2 separate regions of the Arachis hypogaea genome follow, and region 1 is linked to region 2. Evidence: chromatin contacts called from public Hi-C data. All regions are on one chromosome and are shown on one strand. The core of a region is the stretch at or near the end of the contact, and the rest is flanking DNA. Distances in the headings are between cores, read along the strand shown. Region 1 overlaps LOC112785279 (agamous-like MADS-box protein AP1). Region 2 holds the start of LOC112783060.

Region 1 (5,333 bases), core at 2,084-4,583, 81 kb before region 2:
AATTTAAAATATAAAAATTTAATTATAAATTTGATAAAACTAGCCGAATGAACAGAGTAATTAAGTCTTATTAATTAATTCAATTATATAGATCTATCTACAAGACATAGTTATAGCAGGTATAAACGGATCTCTTCTAAATGTCTTTTTAGTCTATGATATCCTTTAATATAACAAATTAAGAACTAATTCGTCGCGAATCTGAACTCTATTTAAGGTATCTCTTCTCAATGTTTTGTTTCCGTGCCTTTTCAGTTTTCTTTGTCGGTTTGGCTGCTTCTTTGCAAGCTCAACTGTGTATATTTTTTAATTAGTTTTTGTAATAAAAGGGCCCAATAAATAAACTAACTAGGGTCCAAAAATGTTTAAAAGAGAAAAATTTTTCTACTTGGATTGTGAGAGAGCATGGGCCATAGTGTACAATGTACTCTACCTATGCTGAGAACAATATGGGTCCAAATTGTGCCAAGCACACCCAATATGACTGTTGCTCTCAACCAACACATGGTTTATTTATGGTTGAAGGGGTACCTATTCATTTTATTTAATGAATCACATTAAGTATACACAAAAAATTAGATATTAAATCAATTATTTGTGTAAAATATATATTAAAATATAAAATACACATTAAAAATAAATTAAATAATATATATAAATACATGATGATTGATTTTTTTTTTTTTTTTGTGTATGTAATATTTTTTTTATTTTTTAATTAGTAACTTTGGATTTAAGAAAGAAAAAAAGAGATGATTATTCATTATTGCTCTTGGGGAATAAAAGTTGACTCAATTATGGTATTTGGTTAAGATGGAACATCTAGATCTATGATTGAAGAAGGATCTTAGCAGATTCTAATGTTGTTAGCATGTAAGAATGTAGGCCATCACTAATTGTGACATGTCACCTTAGAATGAGACAAAGTGACAAACTCTTCTCCATCAAGCCATTGGATCACACAGAGTGGTAAATGCCCTCATCACATGAATGAATCAATGGAGTTGTGTGATTTCAAGAATTTTCTTTATTCTTTGGGAACAAGAGTATTCTTCACCTATGGGAGATTTATAGCGGAGTTCTATAAGAACTTTTGAAGGTATGCACATTCAAAGATTATTGGGGAAAAGGAAAAACATTTCTCACCAAGTTGTAGAAAAAAGGAAAACAGAGGGAAAAAAAAGTATTATATAGTAAATAAGAAAAATGTCAGATTGTCAACACTTTTTGTTACTATTAGTCAATGCTTTGAATTAATACTTTATTTTGTTAATATTCAAATTTTGGTTTAGAATTTAATTTTTAATATTTAAAATTAATCAAATATTAACAAAAAATAATAAATTTTTTATTGGTCATGCAGTAATTCTCCATAAATAAAGTATAAAATGCATCTAACGCGCTACTAAATTAAGAACTCAATTGTTCTTTTTATATTTGGTAATAAACTCAATTGTTCTTTATAAGATGTTGGACATACTATTAAACATATTTGATATTTATTTAGCATAGGAATGACGATTTTTGGTAGAGAACATTATGGGTATATTATTTTTTTCGTGGGCTAATATTATGGGTTATTGTAAGTCCATAAAAAGTTTTTGGTTTTATAGGCCAAAATTATCTTGTTAATTAATGACCAACGTTTTTGGCGGCCTTCTGTAGGTATCTAAAATTAATGAAGGCATGACCAAAAGAAAACAAAAAATTAGTGAAGCCATATTTAGGGGTAGCAAAGGGCCGAAACCAGCCGGTCCAACCCGAGTAACTCGCCAAAAAAGGCAGGTTGGGCTGAAAATTTGAAACCGGCATCATTAAAAAATCTGCCTAACCCACACCGCCTAATCCGCGGGTTTTGGCGGGTTTCGGCAGGGTTGGACAGGATTCCCCAGTGGGGCCGTATTTTTTTTTTGTAATTGAAGATGTTTCTATGTTATAATTTGGATTATATTCTATATTTGATTGATTAGACTTGGAGACTTAAAAATATTTAATTATTTGTTTTAGTTTTGGACAATATTTGTTTTAATATTTTATTTTTTACAATGTTGGCATAAAACTTACTTGATAATTATATTTATTACATATTTAAAATTATAAAGACTTTAATGTTTGTGAACTTAAAAATTATAATTTTTTATGTCTTTAGAAATTTATAATTTATTAAAATAGTTGTGAAATAATATATATTGTTTAATATTTAATATTTAATATATTGTTTAATATTTAATAGGATAGAAAAAAAATTCAAGACCGCCTCATTAGGCAGAACAGATAAATGACATACTTTTAGCAGGATGGAACAAGACAAGGCAGACTAACCCCTAACCATATTGATGAAAGAAGCTCAAGCTATATGGAAATGAAGGTAAATTCTTCACTGAATTGAATGGAAAGAGCCAAAAAATAAAAAAATAAATTGGAGAATTCATCAATTCTCAAACACAAAAGGGATATTCATGAGAAGGAAACCTGAGATATACATTTAAATTATATTCTATACTTTTGAAGTGCTTTGTTAAACTAAGATGAAGTATTTGTGAAAATATTTTTCAATGCATTTTTTGAAACAAAAAACAGTTATTTTTCTTTTAGTAATTAGTAAGTACCCTTAACAAAACCCTTTTTTTAAAAAAAAAGATTTGCATTGATTTTTAACAAGTTATATAAGCCCAAATATTTTGCTGACAACTAACCCTAAGGATATTTGTCAAGTTTACTTATAGTAAAATTTTAAAAAATTTTAATAATGCATAAAATAAATTTAAATATTAGCTTTTCAATAAAAATTATATACAAAATATTTGTTAGCAAAAATTTTATGTTTATATAAGAATTTAGGTAATATAATAATTGCATGTAATGTGATTAAGGTTCTAAAAGCAAATCGGTTATCGAACCAATAGAATTAGAGGTTTAATAGTTCAAAAGTTCAACTAAAATTTAATCGAGATTGAATCAGATATAATAAAATAATATATTTATCTATAAAATATATTATTTTTTTTTAAAAATAATTTTTTTGTGATTTATTATTTTAATCACTAAAAGAAAAACCAAGTCGACCGATTAATTGGTTTTTAATAAGTTCATTACCAAGTATTTTTTATCTTAAATCGAATCGGTTTATTAACCAATTTTCGGTTAATTGGGTTGAACCAACTCATCACAATTCATAACCATGAATGAGATTTTTGGTTTTTGGAAGGGGAGAGAGTTGTTTTTGTTTTTTTCCAATGTCTGATACACGTTTTGGTTAATATTCTCATGCTGTTAAAGAGTGGAACAAAAGTCTAATCCATTATTATTTGATAATGGACATACATATCTCAACTTCTTTAATGGTATATCTTAGAGGCCCAATGTTTATTTAGTGGTGTATAGGAGTTGGAATGTTACACAATGTTATCAAAGTCCAACTTATGAAATTATATTATTTATGTGGTAGGGTTGAAGAATTTTTCGTAACCAAATAGTAATAATTAGTTACACTTAATTTGCTTGTTTCTTTATTACTTGTTCCTAACAAATTAATTAAAGTTTCACTGGCACAACTAACTAATTAATAATGGAGAATGAACAACTACAAAATTAAATCTCCAAGATATAAGTCCAAATAATAAAGAGCTAAACTAATTAAACCACAAAAATTGATGTTAGTATAGGTCCATATGAGGTGGTTGGACTGACTTTAATTAAGGACTGTTCTAAACTATGTTAATATGATTTATTTTATTTATCAACATTTTAAAATGTGTATTAATTAGTAAAATAAATGTTAGAGTTAACTGAATATTTTTTGTAAATTGAAAGTATTCATAATTAAAAATCTAATTTGATTTTTGACCATATGTATTTTAAGAAAAAATATTTTGTTAATTTTAATATTTTTTTAAATAAAAAGAACCTAATTATAAAATTAAAACAATATAAAAACCTAAATAAAAAAATATATATAGAAACTTAATTAAAAATTTGATAAAATTATAGAGAGCAATCGAATAATTAAACATTTTTTAAAATTGTGAACAAACTTCTCCATTCAGCATATTAGGAGAACTAAGTTCCTAATGTTTTCATTAATCATTGGCATGTCTCAGAAATTGTGGAAGAATTTCTTAATTCATCAGCATATCATTCAGGAGCATCAAATTTTTAATGTTGAGCTTATAAATAACATTAATGTGCAATTTTTTCTACTCACTGATGTCATAAGTATAAAATCGTTATACCCATTTATATATTTTATTCATATTCTTATGGAAGAACTTATAGTTATTTAATTTCTGGGATCTAAAATTGACCCTAAAATAAGCAATTTATTATATTGTCATTGAATCTATTATTAAACTCTTGCATTTGAGTATCAACTGTAGAAATAAATAAATTCACGTGATAATATAACGATTTTCCATTGAAATTTGTTCAACAAATTTATAACTTCGAACCTTTCTAGAAATATACAATGTATTTATAACAGGAACTCAAACATTAGCAGAGTGGTATAACTTCTTTGAAGCAAAACTTTCAACTTGGTTATTCCATTTTTTTGAATTAAAGTTTTAGTAGTAAAATTTAGAGATAGTACTAACAAATTATTTTTAGTGATCTTTTATTTTATTTTTAGTCGTCTCATCATGCTTTGTTATTAAAAGATTTTAGCGATAATTATACAATTATCGATAAAAATATTTTTAATAGTCACAAAAAGTATATAATTATCATTATAATATATAATAATAATAAATATTTAATTATTATAAAAATATAAATTAAATAAGACATATATATAATAACTATTATATTATTGTCACTAAAAATTTAACACTAAAAATATTTTTTTGTTATAATGGGATAACGTGTTCAATATATCCTAGTTTTTTTCTGTTGCATGCTTCACAAATACCATATAGTATCAGTTGGTGATTTTTTTCTTCACTTTAGACCTTTTAAATATTATAAAATGTAATAAAATTTGTTTTTTAAATTATACTAGATCACAAATATATATATAAATATTCACTAGAATTTTCTTTTCAAAATTGTTGCCCGTGTTTGTCTTTGGTATCATGATTTCTAACTTTTTTTTCTCAAAAGTTAATACTTTTGTTGCAATTAAAATGCTACAATTACAATTCTCACAAAATCAGGGATAAACAAATACAATAAACATAAATTAGAGGGATTCTTAGAAAAATAATACCAAGCTAAAACATTAAGGATTTAGAACAATAGGTCATGATATTTTTCCATCTTCAATTTCGGTGGCTATGACTCTCAAGTCTTCCATATTTTTTCGTAAATTTCAGAGCTTGGGACAGAATTTTTTCAGC
Region 2 (5,203 bases), core at 1,745-4,244:
TTAATGAGAAAATTAATTCAAGACAGCCACAGAAGAGAACAACTTGGACTAATAACAGAATAAGGCACATCAATTATGTTACCATCTCTTGTATACTATTCTAATCAGTAAATGACATGAGAAAAAGCCATGGTCAAAAACAAATATGCATACCTCACTTGTTCCAAGGCTATTGCAAACACAACAGTTGATGCAAATTTTCTTATCGTCAACAACCAAATTGTTATTCAGATTATCATCTTCAACAACCATTTCTGTTTCGGGTTTAGGAGCGGCAAGATCATCCAGTTCATCGTACCACTGTTGTGCAACACTAGCCTGCACCAAGAGTTCAACACATAAATTTTGGCAACTGCAGAACTAGACTACTTCACCAAAGAATGCTACAATTGGCAAAGAAAAAACCTTGTCTATGGATCCTAGACCATCATCAATTCCAGAAATTTCAGTAGCTGAACCTCTAGCTTGTCGCCATATACAGGATTTTTGTAATGGTTCTACAAGTTCAACATCAGCAGAAATCTCCACACCCAACTTTATGTAAACCTTGCCTATCACACATTGAAGCAAAATTCTAAGTTGGCAAAGATATGTAATAATTCAAGCTGCAGCATGGCATTGTGGTGGATGATAAAGTACAAATACGAAAATATTTACACAGAATAGCCCTACTAGTAAACTATTCTTGTTATACACAGAAGTCCAGGTTGGTGTATGATTTATAAAAAAGAGACTATGAAATCTCTCAGCTGATTTTATCTTTTGTCAATAAATCCGAGTACATAGATGGTAGCCAATATCACTGCTTCGCATAAGTAAATAGAAGTAACTCAAAACTCTAGTTAAGAGACAGCTGATAAGAGCAGGTAGCAAAGGAAATAGTTAATTAATCAAGTAATTATAATTCACAATTAGAAAGAAAGATAGAGAATCATGTTCATAGCAAATAATCAAACTAGTAGATGGGAAAAGGGCAGTGTTTACAGCAGTAATAAGAGAAACGCCTGTGTCAAAAAAGCCTAAGATCATTGATTTTAAACATACATAGTAAAAAAGCCTAAGTCACATACATAGTAAAAAATACTCATTGATTTTAAACATATTCTATAAGTCAAACTTAAAAAATAAGAACAGAAAATAAAAATACAAAATGCAGATCAACCAACCAAAACAAAGTAACTAATTATCACTCCTAACATAATAGTAATTAATGTCTTGACTTAAAAAAATACAGAATAAAAGGGAATACCAGTAAAAAAGTTGCAACAGAACAGAGGTACAGCGACTAAAGTTGTAACATGTTCAAGTTGAACGAGGAAGCTTACACACCAAAGTTCATCTCAATAGGCCCTATTCACAGCAAAGATTCAAAACTGAGACAAGAAAATCAGAAACAAAGGTACAACGACTAAATAACTCACAGGCTTCAGCTTTGAAGAGATACAGAACAATCTATCTTGAACACGAAAAGAAAACTATAAGAGACTCTTATTCAGAAATGTTATTTGAGTTTGTGTTTTGTTACATCATAGAAAAATGAATAATGGGCATGTTTTAATTTATGTTGGTATAGGATCCTGGAACAGCTCCTGCCAAAAGAATATGGACTTCTGTGGATACTGGAACTGAGATATTTGTCAGCACAAAAGATGAAGTAGCACAAAAGATCAGATTTATTTATTTACTTATTTATTTATTTTTATTTTTTTCCCTGCTTTTTTTCTGTTGTAAGAGTTAGATTGATTGGCAGAAACTAACTAGTAAGGAGGAATTATCTGATTGAGACAAAAGGGCAAGGCATCTTAATCTTGCTAATAAGCTTTTAGAAATCACCAAAAAAAAGAGAGCAATTTTTAGTTTTTAACTTTTACTTTTTTTTCTTTCCTTCTCTTCTAAAGAAGCCACAGAGCTAATTCAAAAGCCACCTATTGGATCATTTGATGTTATATCAATAAAAGAGCTTAGTTTTTAAATGCTGCTTATTATATTATATATCCAATACTCAATCTATAAGATGATCAATTAAGAGAAGAAATAATCTAGAATTATCCATTTGCAAAACAGCTAATTAAGAAATTAAATTCAAATAATTGGAAGGAAAAAACAGAGGTTCACACTTCACACTCACATATGAAGTTAGGATGAGTCATTCCACACAATTATCACGGTCCGTGAAGGACTCCATGTAATTATGTAAAGCAATAGCAGATAATTGAGCCCAAAGGACCTACCACCACGTGCCCTCACCTAACTTTAACTTATCAACCTAAGTTCTAGTCTTGCAATGGATTTCGTTCAACTGAATACAATTTGTGAATAAAGAACGAAAGAGAAAAATTAAAAAATGAAAAGACATAAAAATAAGTTATATTTTCAGCAACAAAATTAAAAGAAATTTAACCGGGAAAACAAAAAAATTGCACCGAACATAAAATATATTAATCGAAGACAAAGTACCACACAATGCAAAAAAATTATATATTAATATAAATAAATTAACGATTCCTTAAAGTTTGATTAAGAAACCATTAACCAAATGAACCAATTCAACGGTATAAAGAAAAATAAGAAACAAAATCAACAATGCAATTTATTGTTAACAAAGAAGAAATATCAACAAATTAATAGGGAAGAAGAAGAAAAAGAAGTACCAGCAGCAGTTCAAAGGAGAAATTGGAGTGACAGAAAGCGGCGTTGAAGAAGAAGCTCGGAAGTGGTAACGGCGTCAGAAGAAGAAAAAGCAGTACCAGCAGCAGTTCAAAGGGAAGTCTCTGCTGCAACGGATACGGCAGTGGTAATGACGTCGGCGTCGGCGGCGGCAGCGGCGGAAACGGCAGCCGGAATGGCGGCGAAAATGGAGGTGAAAAACCTAGGGTTTCATAGCCACTCTCTCAGCTAACTCAACGCTTCTCATTTTGGAGAAAGAGAAAATGAGCTTTTGTTTTAAAATTATGAATTTTAATGAATTATAGGTGGAGGTTTTTTAAATTGCCATCAATAAAATACATTGTGGAGATTTTTAAAAACCTTCACTAAAATACTCCCTCAAATAAATATTAATCTTGTAGTGTTTGCGTTAAATTATGCGATTGCTTCATCGAGGTAGGGGGTTTAACTTAAACGATTTTAATTTAAGAATTCATACAAGATTTATTGAATAACTGCAAATAGGTTTAATAGCTGTGAGTAATTGATTAATTATATGAATGTTGAATTGTGGCTAAAATTATGATTGGAATGATTGAGATTTTGATTGGGACTTTGATTGAATTCGTTAATTTTGTGAAATTGAATTATGAATTGTTTGATGAGGGATTATTGTGATTTATGTATTTTGATGGATCAAATTGAAATTGTTGCTGTTGAGCTGGTTTACTGTAACGGACTTAGTTGGTGATTAATTGAAACTGGGTTTAAGGAATAATTGGAAGACTGAATCTTGAAACGTTGAACCAATTGCTGAAAATCTGATTTTTGAAATTAAAAGACAACTTTGGAAGTAAATTATTTATTCAACAATAATCGAAATGATATGAGAGTAAAGGCAACTATGATTAAAGTTGTTGTTGGGATTCAATTTTGAGAAGTTTTAATTAACTAGATAATTGGTTATGATTTTTCAAGGTTAAATTGCAAAATCTGATTTTCTGCATTACTTTTAAATGAAGTCAGAAACTTTGAAAAAATATAACTAATTCTGTGATTATTGGAATTGTGTGGGACCAAGTATGGATTAAACTTGAGAATATGTGGAGCTGGACTGGAAAATTTGAGGACTTTTCGTTAAATAGAAAATTTATGGAAAATTTTTAAAGTTAAGTCATTAAATCTGTCCTGCAGCAGAAGAGCTCAAACAAGGCAGCAATTTGTTTGTCTTGCTGCGATTCCTATGAGCTGAGTTCTGGAGCGAAACCAATTTTATTTTAAAATTTGATTGACTTGGTTAATTTCTCTAAAACTTCAGAATTTTAGGAGTTAAGGATTAGGAGTTGTGAATTTTTGAAAGTTAATGATTAAGGCAGGAAAGAATCAGTTTTTAGCAAGTTATGCATCAGCTTCCAATGCTTGTAACTCTTAGCATTGAATAGCAATTAGGTTGCAACCAAGACACACTTGTTGCTTGATAAGTTAGGAGTCTCCAAACCAAACTTTAGCCTAATTGAAGTTTTGTAGTAAAAGTTATATAAGCTGAAAGATGCTAAGCTTGTTGGTTTCTAAAACTTGTTGCTTGTAAAAGTTATATAAGTGATCTTCACATTAGAATTTGCACTAAAAATTGTGATAAATTGAAATAAAAGACTTGATCATGTAGGTCGTTAGTTGTATGAAACAATGATGTTAAGTGCCTTGTAAGATTTTTTTTCCTTCTTCTCCTGTAGAAGATTCTTATTTTTTATCTTGATTTACTAAAGGCTGACAAAATTCCATCATATAATGCATTTTTCTTTGCTTTTTAATCTTGTCTTTAGATGAAGACCATTCAAAATGATACTTAATTGGATATTTTGTAATGGTGTTATTTTGCATGCCCACTTCATTTCTTCTTATTTTACTGTTTTATTCAAACATATGGGTTTTCTACATTTTGCTGAATGCTGTTATATAGTTCAGTCCATGAGGCTTATTCTAAAGCAGTGAAGACCGCTATTGTGGATCATCATGTTGTATGATCTGTATCTAAGATGCGATTTTTTCATTTCATTGTCTTTTTTTCCATCTAATTCCATTTTGTCTTTGTTAATAAGTATAGCCTTACTACGATATCATACTATTGCAGGCAGTGTGGATAGTAGTCTCCTGTTAAAGCTTCCTTTCAGCACTATATTTGAGTATCTTCAGGTTAGCTTCACTCCACTGTAATTTCTTTGCATTAATTTCATGTAAAAATTCAGCGCAATCTGTTATGTGGTGTATATAGTTTCTTCCTGTCTTGGTGTTTGCCAGCAATAATTTGTTTATTTGTTTATTTTTCATTTCCATGGGTTCTTCAGATTGCTAGAGTCACTTGTTATTTTGTAGTTTAACTATAAGTGCTTAATAATTATATATCTTGGCACAAATTGATCATTGATAAATATGTTTTTTATTTTGTAGATATTGCAAATAATTTCAAAGCCAATGAAGGATATTGGCCCACGTGCAATGTTCTATCTGGCTGTTGCAGTATCTGACTTTTATATTCCTTGGAAGGACATGGTATAAA

Evidence for each region. Hi-C and Micro-C count contacts between places; a contact is called where the count stands out from the background.
Region 1: a contact with region 2 is called in a Hi-C map of leaf, with 2.7 times the contacts expected there. The contact joins the enhancer-like site here to the promoter of LOC112783060 in region 2. A contact is called at or near these places in 2 of 8 Hi-C or Micro-C datasets (both in leaf).

Annotation. Positions count from the first base shown.
Region 1 is chr20:129,065,006-129,070,338 of arahy.Tifrunner.gnm2.J5K5, reverse strand. All of the region lies in intron 1 of LOC112785279 (agamous-like MADS-box protein AP1), which reads left to right. Among protein-coding and RNA genes, the nearest start is that of LOC112786354, 11 kb to the right of the region's middle. Within about 2 kb of position 3,333, at least 3 of the 3 cell types and tissues checked have open chromatin away from gene starts, as enhancers often do.
Region 2 is chr20:128,984,006-128,989,208 of arahy.Tifrunner.gnm2.J5K5, reverse strand. LOC112783060 reads right to left here and starts at 2,994. Exons shown (of 9, transcript XM_025825805.3): 1 at 2,652-2,994; 2 at 1,250-1,350; 3 at 406-551; 4 at 154-318. The region is part of intron 1 of LOC112785279 (agamous-like MADS-box protein AP1); the gene reads left to right.